2 separate regions of the Mus musculus genome follow, and region 2 is linked to region 1. A link is a contact called in public Hi-C data. All regions are on one chromosome and are shown on one strand. The core of a region is the stretch at or near the end of the contact, and the rest is flanking DNA. Distances in the headings are between cores, read along the strand shown. Region 1 has its middle 10 kb from the start of Rnase2b. Region 2 has its middle 18 kb from the start of Rnase2a.

The links. A called contact is a pair of places that touch in the nucleus more often than the background predicts.
Region 2: a contact with region 1 is called in a Hi-C map of the CH12 cell line, with 2.2 times the contacts expected there. The contact joins two enhancer-like sites. A contact is called at or near these places in 1 of 39 promoter capture datasets (macrophages), 3 of 15 datasets of contacts at CTCF or cohesin (embryonic stem cells and hippocampal excitatory neurons), 64 of 484 Hi-C or Micro-C datasets (B cells, the C2C12 cell line, the CH12 cell line and 40 more), 4 of 115 datasets of contacts at active chromatin or transcription factors (PVALB interneurons, bone marrow-derived dendritic cells, epiblast stem cells and 1 more) and 4 of 9 other capture datasets (adipose tissue, embryonic tail, liver and 1 more).

The regions. Positions count from the first base shown.
Region 1 is chr14:51,170,125-51,174,910 of GRCm38.p6, reverse strand. No RefSeq gene overlaps it. Among named protein-coding and RNA genes, the nearest start is that of Rnase2b, 10 kb to the right of the region's middle. Within about 2 kb of position 2,245, at least 7 of the 459 cell types and tissues checked have an H3K27ac peak or open chromatin away from gene starts, as enhancers often do. A contact at or near this core is called in the CH12 cell line and bone marrow-derived macrophages, where this site is marked.
Region 2 is chr14:51,235,734-51,240,403 of GRCm38.p6, reverse strand. No RefSeq gene overlaps it. Among named protein-coding and RNA genes, the nearest start is that of Rnase2a, 18 kb to the left of the region's middle. Within about 2 kb of position 2,688, at least 19 of the 459 cell types and tissues checked have an H3K27ac peak or open chromatin away from gene starts, as enhancers often do. A contact at or near this core is called in the CH12 cell line and bone marrow-derived macrophages, where this site is marked.

The DNA.
Region 1 (4,786 bases), core at 996-3,495:
ATTTGCCATTATCTCCTTCATAAATCCTTCCTAATACATTGATGAGAGAACTAAGACTGCTTGTTTCTCCTTAACTGCTTGTTAGCTCCCCTAATCAACAAGTTGTCAGAGTGGTCTCAGTTTGCCCCATGGTGCAATACCCAAGTTCTCTGCATCTCAAACAACAGATAGAAAACGATGCTTGTTATTGTGCAATAAGGGTTCCTTTCTACAGGTTAGTGGTCTCCCTAGTAAAGGAATTTTTAAATATACTCAGAAGAAAGCTCATTTTATTAAAATTTAGGGAAAAAAAAAAACAGGGAGAGGCAGGCAAGCTGGCCATCCCAGCACATCCACTAAGAGGGAAATGAAGAAGACAGAAAAGTCTTGCCTTTTAAATACAAGGCAGCAGCATATGTCAGTAAGCGTCTGCAAAAAACAGTGTCTAGGCAGTGAGAGAAAGTTCAGGCATGTGGGAGGTCACTAGTGTCCAGGCAGAGAGAGAACACTCAGGCGTGTGTGGGAGGTCAGTAGCCAAAGGAAAAGGTGTGATTTTTTTTGTTTTGTTTTTTTGTTTTGATTTTTTGATTTTGGTTTTTGGTTTTTTTTTTTTTTTAATCTTTTTTGTTAAAACTTGGGAAAGAAGGCAGGCTTCCAGGTGGAGATGTGTGTGTAACTGCCTTGAATTATCATTAAGGGTTATTATTCTTCCACCTCTGCAGTCTTTTGTGACTCAGCGTTCCTAAGGAATAATCCCTGCTGTAATTTAGGGAACAGTGCAGGTTCAGAGAAAGCAACTGAGGTCAGTCACCCTTCAGGTGATCTTTATTAGCAGCGCCTCAGAGCCGCAGGCAGCCATGATTGGGCCTGGAAATGGGAGACTAGGAGAGGCGGGGCATCATGGCCATAGGCAGCCAAGAAGAGGGCCTGGGGAGAGGGGAAGGAGATGGAGCAGGAGGCCTTCTGATCTTTGGAGCAGATCCAAGGGTCAAGTCTCAACCCAGAGCTAGAGGAAGAAGTCAGATTCCATTTAAAAAAAAAAAAAAAAAAAAAAAACCAGCTTTTCCTTAATGGGCCTGAAAAAGCCCCTTACGGTTAATGGGCTGTGGGATCCAAAACTAACCATGACAGAAAAATCCATCGTCAATGGCTTCCACGCCTGCGAATGCCGATCTACATACCTAACACTCATCTAGCTCTACACGGTTGCCACAGTGTCTTGGTGTACACAGAAGAGGAAACGAACGTCACTGAAAGAAAATCTCTGGAAATAAACCGCAGTGACTGAGGCGACTTGCCTTCACCTGACACCAACTGGGTTCTTGTCCCGCCCTCCTCGAAGGATGGAACGGAGAGAAATCAAACACACCAAGCAGCAATGTGCTTACCTGTCAGTTCAGAATTAACCACCTTAACTGGACCCAACAAGTTAAAACGAATCATCACACGGGATTTAAATGAACCAGTGCGGCAGGTCTCTGAGGCTGGAAAGAGCTCCTGTCCACAGCTCAAGTCCAGAGTCTAAGATGCTGGAGAGGGACTGAGCTGCCCTCTTCCTGCAGCTTCTAATCAGTCCTGGAGGATGACTTGAGAGAGCACCCTCTCCGGGATGGAAGCCTTAGATGAGGGAGCTCCAGCTGGTCTGTCCCTGCTGATCTCTGAAGGCAGTCTTTGTTCTCCAACAAATGAGAGCTGGGAGCTAGACCTGTAGTCTTCAGGCTTCCTCCTCTGCAGAAAGCAGGAGTTGGAGGGGAACGAAGGGCAAGCAAGCTCCTTCCCACTGGTGTGCACAGATGGGCTTTGAAATCTTCCCACTGGTGTGCACAGATGGGCTTTGAAATCTTCCCACTGGTGTGCACAGATGGGCTTTGAAATCTTCGTTTCATTTCTTTTATTTCCTGTTCTATCACATTTTGTGTTCCGAGTTCCAAGCCCAGACCACCTGGGCTCTAATGGGCTCATTGTGGTGTACAAATAGGGTTTAAAAAGAAATGAAACAAATCAGCAAAGAGCTGTGGAGTCTCCTCTGGAAAAACCCTGAGCCCACCGCAGTTACTGAAAGTTCACGATCAGGTCAGCTGTTCTGGTGGCAGCTCTGTGTCTCACTGGTAGGGGAATTGATAAGAAAGTTTCTGAGCAGGCTGAAAAGACGGCTCAGCTCCTAAAAGCACTGGCTGCTCCTCCAGGGGATCCAGGTTTGAGTGCCCTCGAATCCTAAATCCTGGGAGCAAGTCAGGGACTGCAGTTCCAGAAGAATCTATCGCCCTCTTCTGGCCTCTATGGGCACTGCGCATGAAGTTGACAGATGCAGGCAAAACTCCCATACATCCACCACACACCCCACACATATAAATATACATGTATAATATGTGTACATACATATATACATACCTTTAACGTTTCTCTCTGTTCTAATTGACATGTGACATTTCAAGACTTCCATGCTTTCTTCCTCTGGGGGATTTCAGAAGGATGGGTGGGTGAGTCTATGGGTGGGTTCCTTTTGCCTGCACCCTTTATAGTTCCTTTCCTCTGACACTTGAGTAGAGCAGCTTTCAGAAAACTCAGTGTGGTATTGGTGAGGGAGGGGACACCTACCACTAGCTGAACAAATAAGTCTTACACCATCAGCACTTGTGGAGGCCCACACACTGCTGGCCCTGCTACAGGAACAGGAACCATGTCCTGCATGGTTCCTTTCCTGGTGACCATACAGGACACAGCACTCAAATAAATGTTTTCCTTTATAAGAGTGGACATGGCCGGACAGTGGAGGTGCATGCCTTTAACTCCAGCACTTGGGAGGGAGAGGCAGGCGGGTCTTGGAGTTCGAGGCCAGCCTGGTCAACAATGTGAGTTCCAGGACAGCTAGTGCTATACAGAGAAACCTTATCTTGAAAAAAAAACAAAAAAATAAAAATAAAAAAGAGTGGACTTGGTCATGGTGGCTCTTTACAGCAATAAAACCCTAAGACAGAGACTTGCCCATAACTATGGACATTGATGGATTAGATCTTTGCTTCCATTTTTTGCATGTAGTGTTGTCTGCATGCTGAGTTTTATAGCCTGAATGGCACTTCCATCATGGAGTCCATTATACTAACATCTGGAGGAATCCTGAATTCTGGGGCCCTGTTGCACTATCAGCAAACAAACATGTGATGTGACTTTATGATGAGCATCATGAGGCCTTTAAAGAGTATTCCTAGAAACACTGAGGGCATCATTTTAGCCCTCAGGGGCACAGCTGTGGGCATCACAGGGACCTGGAAAGGGGGTAATGATGGTAAGAGACAAAACTCTGATGACTCCTCATGAGAGAACAACTTTTATTTACCCACTGCTGTTGATACACGGGCTAGCGCCTTACTAGACAATCACTGCAAGCAGAGCTTGAGAAACAGTATTTCTGCCTCCTTCTCTGAGATTTCCTTCTGCACTTCCCTGCCTTTTGTGGCCTTGTTGTGCCCTGGAGGACAACCTCCCAGGATTTAGATCTTGTACCTGCAGTGTCCCCTCAGTCAGGGGACCACATCTAGGTCACTGTTTGAGAAAGGCACTGCAGGCCCTCTGGACCCCAACAATTCTGGCTCTGGAAGAAATGAATGGAAGGTTCAGTTCTTAGATACATGGAATTGGTATTCTCACACTGACCTACAGAGTCAATTTAATTCCAGTTAAAATCCCAACCAAAGTATCACACCATCCATGCTATATGCCACCAGTATATAGGCTGTGAAAAGCACCCCTCAATGAGTACCCCAAGAACACATTTAGTGGTGCCAATCATGGCTCCATGAATGAAGACATGCTGTACCAGACCATAGGCAACAACGTGGTTCCAATCATGCACAGCAGGTATGGAGTGGCAGGGGAGGTAGAGCTCCACAGTGTCCCCCTGAAGTTACATGCATGAGTCACTCTGCAGAATCCTGAGTGCAAAAAAGGAGCTGCAGGACCCTTCACAGACACAACCAACCCAGAGCCCTGTCTGCATGGGAGGTCTCTCTGCAGTCCCTATGTACTTGCAGAAACCTGATCATAAGGTCAAGATCAGGTTTGTTAAATAAATCGTCTTCCAAAGAGATATATAGAAGGTCCCATAACATAAAAGAGAAAACCTTAGAGCCCCTGGACCAAATATACCTTGAGCTTTATAAATCAGAGTTAAATTAACTTGTATCCTGCTACAAATCAGCTTTCCAATACTTGATTAATACCTGAGACAGATGGTTTGAAAGAAACAGTGATTCGTTTGATTCTAGTGTCAAAGATATCATCCTGTCAGGTGGCTTTCATGTTTGGGGGTCTGTGGTACAGAAAAGCCCATGGTGGGACATGTGTATTAAAGCAAAACTGTTCAAGGTCGTGGCAGAAGAAAGGAGGACAGGAAAGGGCACAGCAACCCAAAACATCCTTCAAGGGCAAGGCCATGGCATCCTAGCTTATCCTTGTTGAGTCTTACTTCCTAAAGCTGAGCATCCACTCACAGCAGCACAGGCTGCTTACAACCTGGCTCATAAGCTGGGTCTGGAAGTGCAATTCTGGGACCCTACAACTTCGAGCCTGAGTCAGAAGGTCAGAAAAATTTAAATCCAATCTGGGTTTCTAAGCATGTTTAAACCAAACCCAGGCTCCAGAGTGACACCCTGTCTCAACACTTCTTAGCATCCTGAAAAGATCAGTCCCTAAATTATGGGTTACTGTGACAATTTTACAAATGTTGTGCACTGTCATTTCCATAGACAACCAAAGCACTTGGCAGAGCTGTGTCAAATACTACACTGCCTTGGGCATCTGTCAGTCA
Region 2 (4,670 bases), core at 1,439-3,938, 65 kb before region 1:
GGGGTTGGAAGGGATAAGAGTAGAGAAGGGTTGTAGGGAAAAGAACCTGATAAAGTAGCCAAACATACGGGTTACATACTTTGCTTCTTCAGATTGTTTGTTATTTTCACTCTGTGAATGTGCATTTAAGATTTCCCTGTGTTTTCCATAACTTGGTGGCTCATAATTTCTCAAGAATGTCTTGGTTTCTTTCACATGTTAAGTTACAATAAAGTAGCTTGCGATGGCTACTCTTGATTGTCAATTTAATAACTTAGAGGAATTCCTCAGAGATTAGTAAAAAGATACTCCAGGGCTGTCTGTGAAGGCATTTCTAGAGACTCTTAGATTCTGAGGCTCTGACCTACTGAATGGATTAAAGCCTTGATGGAGTCATAATCTGGTGGTGAAAAGGAGGACGTGGAGCATACCAAGTGAGAGGAGTAGGTTACAGAAGGTGTGTCCATGGGGACCAGTCCCTGGGCCCCCTCGGTGTGCTGTGCTTCCTGTCAACTATGGGGTCATAGCCACATCATCTACCTGCTTTCACCACTGTCTTCTCCTGCCTATGGGCCCAGAAACAACAGAGACAAGGTGAAATAGTGCTTCCTTCTGTAGACAGGCATCTTAACATTGGACAAGAAAGGGGTTGTCAAAAAGTCATTAACTAATAATCTCAGTGCTAGCATTGGGTTAACTCCTTAAGAGTTGTTGGTCAGAGATGTACCAGATACCTCCCTCAAACAGAAGCTATTGCTGATATAGTTAGATAGCAGAACTAGATGGTAGGACCTTATTGCTAATGGTACCACATACTTTGGTTATAGGACATGGTAAAAACAAAACAAAAACAAAAAACAAACAAACAAAAAACAACGGGACTGAGTTAGAAGCTCCTTCCCTCCTGACTGATATTCATAGCACCAGAGATGCTATCTATTCTGCCTGCTACAGGAGAATTGCTGCCAGCAGTCCTACTTGCCTATAGACCCTGTGTACTACACTATTGACATAGCAGGTGAGAAGTGCCAGATGATACAATAGAGGTATGGATATTATAGGAACAACCAATGATTTTACAATTTACAATGACTTTACAATTGTTTTAGCACCATGACAGCACAGAAGTGCTTCTTGCAAATGAAATGGAAGGCACTTGAGGCAGCAACCACCTGAGGGGGTCAATGCAGAAGCACACAGAGAGCTCAGTCTGGCTCCTTGGAGAACATGGATCCTTCTATTAAGCAATAACTTCAGTCTTTTTATTTCTTTTTTTCCATTTTTTATTAGGTATTTAGCTCATTTACATTTCCAATGCTATACCAAAAGTCCCCCATACCCACCCACCCCCACTTCCCTACCCTGTTTCCAGACCTGCTTTGGGCTTTAGAGTCCTGACACCTTTCCTTGTTTCTGTCCCCTGAAGATGACTCTCACTTCTCTAGAAAAGCCAGCCCTTAGCTGCTCTATGGCTTAATACTTCTATCTGAGATGAGTCTCAACATCTTCTCTTTCTTCCTTCCACCTTCTAAAAACAAATAAGTTTGATATCACAATAAAAGAGGCCACCACTCTAACTGAAGTTTCTGGACAAGGTAAAACTTTGCTCCCAATCAAGAGAGTGAGCTCTGAGGGCGGAGCACATCACGGACTTGATTGTGGTGACTGTGTTAGAAAAAAAAATATCAGCTGCAGTCCACTCTCACATTAACTAGTTTTAAAAGTATCATCGGCACAAAGAAAATGAAGGAAATGAAGGAAAGGGAAAGGAGCCAGCTTCTTTAGTTGTTTAAATTCTGAGAATGCAGCCGCCCTTTAGGTAAACGAAAGTGGGGGAGGGTATATACATTAAAGTCTTTAAAGCTGGGGAAAATTAAAAATGAATTCCTTTGTCATTAAGGTAAGTTTAACAGTGTTTGTTAAAAAACATTAATAGTGTCTCTTACACCCACTCCCACCCACATGCCCTTCCTCCCTCTCTGTCTCCTCCTTCTTCCTGGATTTATCTCTAATCTCTCACAGAGGACTGGGAAAGCACAGCTCAGCAGGGCGCTCATTATTTCCCTCACAGAGCAAACTGGCTCTCAGGGCCTTTGTCAAGGTCTTGTAGTGACTTGGCCATGTCAGTGTCCTCTCTATGACTTCATCTTGTCTTCTGCAAGCCAGTGTGCTACCATTCAGCTAACCCTCTATGCTCTGCTGTCTTCCTAGACACACTGAAGATAGACAATCTCTTAAGGTTCCTCTCTAAATGTTGGGTTTTGGGGTTTTTTTTTTTTGGTTTTTTTTTTTGGTTTTGGTTTTTAAATGATATTTCGAATTCACTTTTGTATTAGCTTTAGTTTGTTTAGTTTGTTGTTGTTTTGGTTTGTTTTTGTCTTGTTTGAGTGTCTGTCTGCTTTCTGATGTCATCTTATCTGAGCCTCCTTTGCTGAGCTACACTCTCAGCTCCAAGGTTTTCTTCTTCTAAAGCTCTTCCTCTCAGTGATGGTGTTGTCCCTCAGCAGTAGGGTTCTGCCTAAGACCCTGGCCTGACAACACAAAGGAAGAGGGCAAAACCTGAAGAAGCAAGCCAATAACAGTGACTAGTTAGTAAGGACTACTTTTTGACAAACCTCTGGGCATTGTTGGGAGCAGATGAAGTCCTGAGTGAATGAGTGTTGCAGAAATATCCAAGCCCTATGGAAATAGAGGAACCCTTGACCTTTAGCTGAAACCTCTGTATGCAGAAACTTTTAGCCTCAGCTTCCTCTTGCAAGATGACTGTTCCCCTACACAGACCTCCTGCCCAGATTGGCTACCCTCCCTCCTCTACAGCCGTGTACAATCAATGCACACTCTTTCCAGGTTGTTGCTGGTACATCTGCATCAGAGCCCACTGGCCCTTGAGCCCAGCTTTTCTGTACAGGGGTCTGTGGACCTGATGTTTCTTCATTACCTCTCAACCCTGGTCAGGTTTCCAGAGCCAAGGTATTCAGGTCAAAGCAGGGCATGCTGTGAGGGAGCTTCTATGTTGGGTGGAGGTAAGAAGACCATTCTCATCAGAGTGACACCATCCCATGGCCTGGGGTCCTGGGCTGCACAGGAAGGAGGAAAAAAGGGAGGCCACAACACTCTCTGCTTCCTGGTTGTGGATGCAATGGGACTGGCTGCCTCAAGCTCCAGCCATCAGATGTGCCCAGAGGGAATCCTGACAATATTGTATGCATTAGTATAATAGTTACCCCTATGATTGGGGGTGGGGTGAGGCAAATAACACAAGTGATTAATATTGAGTTGGTGACCCGGTCCTTGGGTCAGTCAATAGGGTCTGCAAGAAAGAGAGAGGGAGAGAGTGGTGACTGAGGGGCAAGAGACTTGAAGAATGAAAAAAAGACAGTCCATCTGATTAAGTCTCAAGTCTTCGTTATTGAAAGGCAACTATGAGTATATCAGCTCAAGCTGGGGGGTGCAGCTGGAGAAATTTAACCACAAGTCCAAGATGTATAAGAAAAAATCCAAGCTGTTATCAGAGTGTATTCAGGTGTGGTGGTCTTCCTGCAAAACCATTGTGCTAGGAAAACAAGTCTCCTCAGAGTGGAAAAGCACTCACCTGTAAGTAAATAGCCCAAGATGGCTGCAGAGATGATAACCACTTCCTGTTAAGAGTCGGCTCCCAACAAGTTGGCAGATGAGTAAGGGACAGGGAGCTGTAAACAGAAGGGGTAAGGGATGAGGGATGAGATATAAGATATGGAGGACAGAGCAATGAAGTAGTTTGGGGTAACAGGAGAAGAGAAAAGAAATGTAGTTAGGTGGCTGAGGGCAATCCCATCTGTCAGGGAACTGAGACAGACTGTGAAAACCAGACCAGCTGTGTTCTCAGGATACAAAATGAAAGGAGGGAGAATAAGGAGAAAGAGAAGAAGCAGATGAGGCTGGGGTGAAGAGAGGTTTCCAGATAAAATGAAGGAGTGGCCAAGGCCAAGGCCAAGGGTGGGCAGGGGTGCCAGCTAATCAGACACTGAAAGAGAGAAGGGGTAGATGCTTCCAGAGAAGAACAGAGGTGCCCAGCTAAGCTAACATTGCCAGTGAAGCACAGATAAATGTCAGAGGAGAAAGTGCCAGTGTCATGCTCGGATGGTGGCACATGAAGTGAAAATGGTGTTAAACCACAGTCAGCACAGACTGTGTAGATTGTTCTGGATTAATCCAGTCTCCTGCCATGACGAGGAAAATGAGAAAAAGGAGGGAATGCTTTTCACTCCAGCAAAGCAATTGACAAAATCCTTAAGTGCTTCTTCCACTGACAATCAACCCGGACCTTGAACTGAAGATGTTAATTGGCTGGCAATAGTCCTTGCCTAGCATGCACAGACCCCCACATTAAATCTCCAGCACCACTTGCCTGCAATCACAGTATTTGGCAAGTAGAGTCCTGGAATCAAAGGTTGATGTCATCCTCTGATAGCAATTTCAAGGGCAGCCTAAGCTGTATGAGAGACCCAGTCTCCAAAAATCCAAACAGGAATTCTAGATTTTATGATGCGTTGACAGTTTCCTTCTCAGGCCTAGCTTGGTTATTAATCTTCCAGATAGATCTCTACAGATAGATACTCCTTCTCTGTAGGCACATATTTTTCACAACCTACTTTAATAAGGGTTCAACCTCCCCTCTAGCTCACCACCCACCATAGGTAGGGAAAAGAAGG